Regions from separate parts of the Zea mays genome. Here region 1 is linked to region 2. Evidence: chromatin contacts called from public Hi-C data. All regions are on one chromosome and are shown on one strand. Each heading gives the region's core, a stretch centred on a gene start, on an enhancer-like site or on the middle of the called end of the contact. The rest is flanking DNA. Distances are from core to core; before and after follow the strand shown. Region 1 has its middle 8.7 kb from the start of LOC103640612. Region 2 holds the start of LOC100501444 (9-cis-epoxycarotenoid dioxygenase 1, chloroplastic-like).

Region 1 (4,757 bases), core at 1,034-3,533, 34 kb after region 2:
CCTAGCGGCCCTCAAAACCGGGTTTGCTGATGCCTGCATGATGTGCCACTTTGGATGCCCAAAACTTGGCATGTCGTGCCACTTGGTCACCGAAGTTTCATTAGTGCTCTCCCACGTGGTACACAACATCGGCATGCATCTAGTTTGAACAAACCTAATTTTAGATGGTTTTGTATAGACCAATCAAATTTCAGCACTCATTTTTAGGTTTATATGTTTGAGGACCTAATTAAGTAACGACAGAATAGATCAAGTTTGATCACCGTTACTGTATTTTACTCATTGTCCCGTGTGTCAAAGGTTAGTCGTCGTCCTGTACGTACTTGCCACGTATTGGATAAGGCAGAGGCAGCCAATATATAATATATAAAAGAGACAGGGAGGCCCTAGTGAAACGGGGACGAACCTCATGCATTTTACATCAACAAGCTCTTACAACCCTCCTGTAATCGGACTTAGACACTTTCACTCAAGGAGGATGTACAGTATTACACATAGGTGGCCTAGACCTCCCTAAGACCCTTGTCCCCCTCGTAGCGCTCGCTTGGGTGTTCGCTATGTTCACCTCCTGGTAACCGGGCTGGACCCCTTGAGTTGTGGTAGGCAGTAGACAACACACCAAGATCCCTTAGCAAATCTTTACATAAGGAGACAAATATAAGGTTGAAGAAAAAAAATTCACATACTATGTTCTTCTTACAACACTCAAACTCAAGCAAACACCTAGGTTAAAGGACAACTTCATCTTCGCAATTACATGAAAGAGGGTTCACAATCCTTCATTGGTCACTTTTGGTTTATCCTCACTTGTCAGTGATCGAGGGTTGGGGGAGGTTACACCTCTACCGGTTGTAAAAAAGGAGGTACCTTGGGTAAAACTTGTTAGGACCATCAATCCATTGTGTAACAGTAGCACCGTCCTTGCCCTAAACAAGTTGATGCCACAATCTTATAAAAAATTTGATCACAAATACCAAGAAAAATGAAATGAAATATTTATAAACACTTACTTAGACTATGATCACCACATGTGTTAAAAGAGATAATACCTTGCTCTCTAAGATCTATATATGGATCAAATACAAGATTTAATGGTCGGATTAGCGATAAAGAGGAAAAGAGGGAGGAGGCAATAATGAAGAGAATTTGACCATAGAAGTGGGTTCCAGATTTTGGATTAGAGCTTGGTCTTGGAGCTATAGCGTCGATGTCTATGCTATAACTTATGGCGTCAAGGTATCATCACATTAATATCATATCAGCGTCACGTGACTACGAGAAAGGCAACTTTAGCACTATAAATAATAGGATGTTGATATATATGGTTGAAAACGAGATTTTGGCATTGGGGAGGTAAATATGTTTTTTTTTTCTAAACAAGAATTACAAAATTCGGGGCACGTCATATCGTTTTATATTTTTCCTGGAATAAAATGCATTAGCACCTCGAACTTGACATTGTTGAAACCCGACAGCCCTCAAAATCGGGTTTGCTCGAACCGGATGCCTATATGATGTGCCACGTTTGGAGTCACTTTGAGTGTCCAAACTTGACATGTCGTGCCACTTCGGTCACCAAAGTGTCATTAGTGCTCTCCCACGTGGTACGTATACAACATCGACATGCATATGGTTTGAACAAACCTAATTTTAGATGGTTTTGTATTGACCAATCAAATTTCAGCACTCATTTTTTAGGTTTATATGTTTGAGGATCTAATTAAGTAACGACAGAATAGATCAAGTTTGAGCACCGTTACTATATTTGACTCATTGTCCCGTGTGTCAAAGGTTAGTCGCCGTCCCTGTACGTCCTTGCCACGTATCGGATAAGGCAGAGGCAGCCAATATAATATATATATGCGTGCTGTGTGGCAGTGGTGCGAATCTACTATCACTGCAAAAAGCAATAGTGGCAGTGGTACGAATCTAATAAACACTGCAAAAAAAAAAAAAAAACAATAGTGACAGTGGTACGGATCTACTGTAACCCCTGCAAAAAGCAATTAATATAATAGTAGCATATGTGAACTAGCTATTAGAGTCCATGCATGTATGATCTGCGTGTGAGTGCAATCTATAGACTACTGTCATCACATGTTTAATTAAGTAAAGCTCACACACGTGACACGTATAGCATTATTGCAGCTAATAAGTAACTGGCTAGCTAGCTATATATAGGCGACCGCCGATTATGTGTCACCATTGTGTAATAAGGGGTCTAATCTATATGCATACAAGATGCTTCTCTAGAGACATCACAATAATCGTCGCAAGCTAGCGATTAGCTGCTAGCTAGGTGAGTCGTACTACTTCGTAGGGGCCGGGGGGGGGGGGGGGGGGGGTAACACGTGTCGAATCTTTGCCACGTTCGAGGACGCCTTTTCCACGATCGATAAAGAAACCTAGCTGCTGGGCTTCACGTACGTACTCTGAAAGTTCACACGTACGAGACCTGCTACAACCAAAGAGACGACGATCTTGCATCTGAGATAGTACATATATTTCAAATACTATATGCATATTCATATATGTAAGAGTTTATTAAAAACAGAGGTATATAAAACTACACCCATAATTAAGTTTGCATTATTCACATATTCAAATACTATATGCATTCATATATGTTCTGAGTCCCGAGTCCTGATTTAGAAACCGACTTACGTGAGCGACCAGCAGCGGCTTCCGACGCTTATGTTAAGTAAGCAAGATAGCAGAAGTTGAACTGTCCGCTTAGTATTGGACGGTTGGGTCAACCAAACAAACATTGTTTAGACAAATTAAGGGCGTGTGCGTGGCGTGTGGCGCCACGCCACGCCTAAGTTGCGGCGGCCGAATCGGCCGCCACAACTGCGGCGCGAAAAGTGCCGCTGGTGGCAGCGGCTTAGGCCAGCTATCAAACACGTCCTAAATAACTGAATACTACACTTAAGTATATATTTGGGCCCTGGATGCCCCTCAGTTACGACCCATCATGTGTACAGAGTAGTACACCAGGTCACCAGCGATAGTCGTTTCTCTATAACTTTCATCCTGTTTGCTTTGGATTAAAATCAGTTGTTTGGACTTGCGCAGCTGAATTTATAGAGATAAAAACTCTATAAAAACCGATATACATTAAAGTTAAGTAAACAGACTGTTAATTAGCTGTATGCCCATGTTATAATATATAGAGCTCCCAGTAGCGTACTGTCGCCGTGCCAGGTGCCAGGTGCGTCGACCTATACCTGAAGCCAAGCGACACACGACGACGCCGTGTCGGCCTCGCGGGGCGCACCGTGCGCTTGCTGCCGCGTGGACGAGAATATGTGTGGGCATATATGGCTTACAAAAGGCTAGCTAGCGAAGAGAAGGATCCATTTGGGAGAGAAGAAAATTTTTTGAGTGTTAAATAATTTAGAAAATAAATTTGAATGTCTTCATTCGGAGCCACTGTTAGTACTACGCATGCTCTCCCTAAATTTTGGAGACTCGAGTTATTTGTGTGTGTGTGTGTTTGGATTAATAAGTTATATATTTTTAATGGGCTGAGTACGTAGACAATGATGCATGATTAATTACCAAATAATATATAAAAGGTTCAGATTTGTATAAAAGTTACTCAACAACTTGGGGCATGCATGCTAGCTTCTATACGGCTGGGCTAGCAATAATATTAGGCATACGGTCATATTTCTTTTTTTTTAAATACAGGAGTGTACAAATGTATACATTTAGTTTTTCATGCAATCCTAACGATTGTAGTATCATTCTTTGTAGGAGAGTCTCTGTATCTCCATTAGCATTGGGAAAATGGGAGCTAATTATTTCTAATAACAAGTGGTCAAAATTTTGAAAAAAGTCTACCGCGTCATACATTTGTGAACGCACGTAATATAATTTTTTTTTAAACTCCAAAAGCTGATGTGTAATAATAAAAAGTCAAATAGCTCAGTTAAAGTGTATAAGAGAAGATAAATAGGGAGAACATGGTTGGAGAGAGTAGGTGAAACATAAGAAGGGGATGTATTTAGATATGAATAGACAGTGCTAGCTGATAGGGGGGGTTTGAGAGGGAAGAAACCGCTGGAACCGGTCCGAATTTATATATGGTATATACGTACATGCTCACAGACAGACAGCTCACTTCGGCGTGTGACGATGTACATGCATGTCGTCCAGCCAGTGGTCACTAGTCAAAGGCGCAAAGCAAGGGCGATAGATGCATGCATTTAACCTAGACCCTGCATGTCCAAAGAAACTGGACTAGCAGCGGTTGGTTGGGCCATACTGTGTATATGTATATATAGCTCTGTCGATCGATTATCCGTGCGCATAAATATTATGCACAACTTGCCGTTTAACCAACACAGACACGGCCCCCCTGTACTTACGTGTTGATCAAACAAGCAAGCGAGCCCATGCATGCATGCACGGCGCACGTCGAAATAAAATGGTTTCCCGCGCGCCGCGCGCATGCACGCGCGTACGTGTCCGCGCCCAAACGGCACACACACACACAGAGCAGACACAGCTGCACGAACGGTGTGTGGTGTGGCTGGCATCACCGAGTGCGTCATTTCTAAGCTCCCGATACCACGATCATTTTCAAACAACGCAGCGTAATCTTTTTTAATATATAAATACACTATATATTATATTTGTATATAGATATAGATCCTTAGCTTGGCCCTTGGGCATTAGTTTTAGCGGCAGCTAGCTAGCCTGCAGGGTCTGATGACGGCGCCTGACCCTTGGGGAGTCGCCTAGGGCCAGGC
Region 2 (4,241 bases), core at 504-3,003:
GACTTTATTGGAGAAATTCATCCTTCATCATCAAAGGGGCATCGGTTTGTGTTAGTCGCCACTGACTACTTCACCAAATGGACTGAAGCCGTTGCTCTAAAGAACATGACACACAAGGAGGTAATTGAGTTTATAACTGAGCATATTATTCATAGATTCGGCATTCCCCAGACCTTAACTACAGATCAAGGTACTTCTTTCATGTCAAAGGAGGTACGTGAATTTGCTGAATTATACAGAATTAAGCTGCTTAATTCATCTCCATATTATGCTCAGGCCAATGGACAGGCCGAGTCTAGTAATAGGACGTTGATTAATTTGATAAAAAAGAAGATATCTGATAATCCTAAACATTGGCATAAGATTTTGTCTGAAGCTTTATGGGCTCATAGGATATCTAAACATAGGGCTACTAAAGTATCTCCTTTTGAGCTTGTCTATGGGCAGGAAGCAGTGTTGCCTGTGGAAATAAGTTTGAATGCTGTCAGGTTCGCCAGACAAAATGATCTAACTGCTACTGATTATTATGATTCAATGATTGATAATATTGATGAGGTGACCGACAAGAGGATGATAGCTTTGGGAGCAATAGAAAAGGACAAGATCATGGTAGCCAGAGCCTACAACAAGAAGGTCAAAGCAAAATCATTTCAAGTAGGGGACCTGGTGTGGAAGACCATTCTGCCTCTAAGGAATAAAGACCGGAAGTTCGGGAAATGGTCACCAAGCTGGGAAGGTCCTTATAAAGTAAAACAGGTGATGTCTGGCAACGCCTATTTACTACAAACATTACAAGGCAAGGACTTGCCTAAGGCTTTGAATGGGCGTTTCCTCAAACAGTACCATCCTAGTATGTGGCAAGATGCCTAAGAGAACCGATGTAATCACATCGAGTTAGTTGCTTTTGGTTTGCTCAACTCCACCAAAAGGCAGGGGGGCATATGTTGAACCCCAAATTGAGCAGGCGGACGGTCCGGCCCTGAGGCCGGACGGTCCGCGGTCCGGACAGTCCGCGCCTGTGGGCCGGACGGTCCGCGCATGCGCAGAGCAGTTTAGGGTTCCGAGTTTTGTGCTATGTTTGTTGGCTAGATTTGCGGAATTAGCTCGGAATCCAGTCGTGTAAAGGGTCCAGCCCCCCTCCTCTATAAAAAGAGAGGTCTACGGCCGATTAACCATCAACAATCGAATCAATACAACTTCTATTCGCATTTATTTCCAGTACAATTAGGAGTAGTTCTAGTCTAGTTCTAGTTTAGCCTCTCGATCCCCAAATTCTCCGCCTCTCCTCGACTCTACGTCGATTAGAGGAGTCTAGGTCGGCCGGCCCGAGCCTAGACAACCCCTAGGATCTCTCCTCCCCGACGGGGTCCCTCCCGGGAGCGAGATCCAGGCGCCGTCGGCGATCTTCCGCCGCCCCTGCACACGCGCGGACCGTCCGGCCCCAGGGCGCGGACCGTCCGGACGTCAGGCAGGAAAACCTAGCCCCTGCGCCAGGTCGCGGACCGTCCGGCCCCAGGCCGCGGACCGTCCGCGCCTGACCAGAGAGCACCGCCGCCGGTTCTTCTTGAGTATTTGGCGCTCCGAAAAGGCGTCAACAGCCGGCTCCCGCTCCCTCTCCGGCAGCCGGCGAGCGGGGCGGCGGCGAGAAAGGGCTGGGCTTCCTGCAGCGCGCGGCGGCGGCGGCGCTGGACGCGTTCGAGTCGGGCGTGATCGCGGGCCTGCTGGAGCGGCCGCGCGCGCTGCCGCGGTCGGCGGACCCGGCCGTGCAGATCGCCGGCAACTTCGCGCCGGTCGGCGAGCAGGCGCCGGTGCGGTCGCTGCCGGTGTCGGGCCGCATCCCGCCGTTCATCTCGGGCGTGTACGCGCGCAACGGGGCCAACCCCTGCTTCGAGCCGTCGGCGGGGCACCACCTGTTCGACGGCGACGGGATGGTGCACGCGGTGCGCATCCGCAACGGCGCGGCCGAGTCGTACGCGTGCCGGTTCACCGAGACGGCCAGGCTCCGGCAGGAGCGCGCGCTGGGGCGGGCCGTGTTCCCCAAGGCCATCGGCGAGCTGCACGGGCACTCCGGGATCGCGCGCCTGGCGCTGTTCTACGCGCGCGGGCTGTGCGGGCTCGTCGACCCGTCCCGCGGCACGGGGGTCGCAAACGCCGGCCTCGTCTACTTCAACGGCCGTCTCCTGGCCATGTCCGAGGACGACCTGCCGTACCAGGTGCGCGTGACGGCCGACGGCGACCTCCGCACCGTCGGCCGCTACGACTTCGGCGGGCAGCTCGCCGGGTGCGGCAGCATGATCGCGCACCCCAAGCTTGACCCGGCGTCCGGGGAGCTGTTCGCGCTCAGCTACGACGTGATCAAGCGGCCCTACCTGAGGTACTTCTACCTGCGGCCCGACGGCGGCAAGTCGGGCGACGTGGAGATCCCGCTGGAGCAGCCCACCATGGTGCACGACTTCGCCATCACGGAGCGGTTCGTGGTGGTGCCCGACCACCAGGTGGTGTTCAAGCTGGGCGAGATGCTGCGGGGCGGGTCCCCCGTGGTGCTGGACGCGGGCAAGACGTCCCGGTTCGGCGTGCTGCCCAAGTACGCGCGCGACGCGTCGGAGATGGCGTGGGTGGACGTGCCGGACTGCTTCTGCTTCCACCTGTGGAACGCGTGGGAGGATGCCGGCACCGGGGAGGTGGTGGTGGTCGGGTCCTGCATGACCCCCGCCGACTCCATCTTCAACGACGCCGACGACGGGCGCCAGCTGCAGAGCGTGCTGACGGAGATCAGGCTCGACACGCGCACGGGCGCGTCGACGCGGCGCGCCGTGCTGCCGGCGTCGGCGCAGGTGAACCTGGAGGTGGGGATGGTGAACCGGAACATGCTGGGGCGGCGGACGCGGTACGCGTACCTGGCCGTGGCGGAGCCGTGGCCCAAGGTGTCCGGGTTCGCGAAAGTGGACCTGGGCACGGGCGACGTCGTCCGGTTCGACTACGGCGACGGGCGATTCGGCGGGGAGCCCTGCTTCGTGCCCGCCGAGGGCGCGGCGCCGCGCGGCGAGGACGACGGGTACATCCTATCCCTGGTCCGCGACGAGCGCAAGGGGACGTCGGAGCTCCTGGTGGTGAACGCGGTGGACATGCGGCTGGAGGCCACGGTGCAGCTCCCCTCCCGCGTGCCCTACGGCTTCCACGGCACCTTCATCAGCGAGCGGGAGCTGGAGGCCCAGGCCTGATGACGAGATTTTCTTGATTGATTGCTTGGTTCTTTCTTTACGCTGACGACGACTGATGATCGGTCCATCCCCTCCATATCGCTCTGCTCCTCGTCCTCTGGAGCAGGGGAGGGAGGGAGAAGGTTGTTACCAGAGGGAGCCTGAGCCCGTACATAGGAGGTCCCCGGAGCCTTGTTCCCCATATGCAATGCAATACTGGCACTCTTCTTGTACCATGTTTTTTTTAAAAAACAAGCATGGCTTAGTATGGCTAGCCAGTGACAGTGAGTAGTAGGGTCAGTCCACAGCACAGCAGAGAGAAGAGAAGGGGGGGCAGCAGCTTGCCAGCTTGTGTTGCACTCGCTGTCACTTTTGTGCTTGTGGGGAGGGTGCCAACTGCCAAAACAGCTGGTGCTCTGTTTCCACCTCCACACTGTGAGTGTGTTTGGATTGGAGGTGCTGGTAGCACAGGTACAGTACAGTAGCAGCCCAGTGGCTGGCTATGAATTGAACCACCCAGTTGCTGCAACTGAGGTGATATTGTTGATGTCACTCACATGCATGTACCATCTCTGTTCTGTTCCTCCTCCATACACCACTGTTTCTGATCCTCATATACATACAAATACAGATACAACAATGATGGATGCCCCGCTGAGTTCTTTTTGTTTGCACATGCTGCTCCCGGCCCGGATCCGACTGCGACGACAAGCGAGCGCCTGGCCGCTTGTGAAGGATTTCTGTTGTACCGCTGTTCATCCTTAGTCCTTATTCGGATTATTCACGTTGCACATGGATTGTATATGGATTGAGAGCTAATCGAACAAGCCTTTAGTATTATTTAAAAGAGAGAGAAAAAGGCCCTGGCTTTCCCTAGTCTGATTGCCGCTGTCGGCTTTCCACTTCTCCAGTTCTGGGTGAAGATCACCCGGGAATGAGGTCAACCCAGCTGAATTCAATGGAGCTGTGGTGCGGTAACAAGCCATCGTCCCCGGCGCGCAGTCGCGTCCAGGGTGTATCCTACCGGTACTGTTGGAAACT

What was found. A called contact is a pair of places that touch in the nucleus more often than the background predicts.
Region 1: a contact with region 2 is called in a Hi-C map of ear, with 2.6 times the contacts expected there. The contact joins the enhancer-like site here to the promoter of LOC100501444 in region 2. A contact is called at or near these places in 5 of 25 Hi-C or Micro-C datasets (ear, endosperm, leaf and 2 more).

What each region holds. Positions count from the first base shown.
Region 1 is chr1:178,671,283-178,676,039 of Zm-B73-REFERENCE-NAM-5.0, forward strand. No RefSeq gene overlaps it. Among protein-coding and RNA genes, the nearest start is that of LOC103640612, 8.7 kb to the right of the region's middle. Within about 2 kb of position 2,284, at least 9 of the 20 cell types and tissues checked have an H3K27ac peak or open chromatin away from gene starts, as enhancers often do. A contact at or near this core is called in ear, leaf mesophyll and tassel, where this site is marked.
Region 2 is chr1:178,637,486-178,641,726 of Zm-B73-REFERENCE-NAM-5.0, forward strand. It overlaps LOC100501444 (9-cis-epoxycarotenoid dioxygenase 1, chloroplastic-like), which reads left to right and starts at 1,754. Exons shown (of 1, transcript XM_023301399.2): 1 at 1,754-3,680. The coding sequence starts at 1,929. The coding sequence ends at 3,221.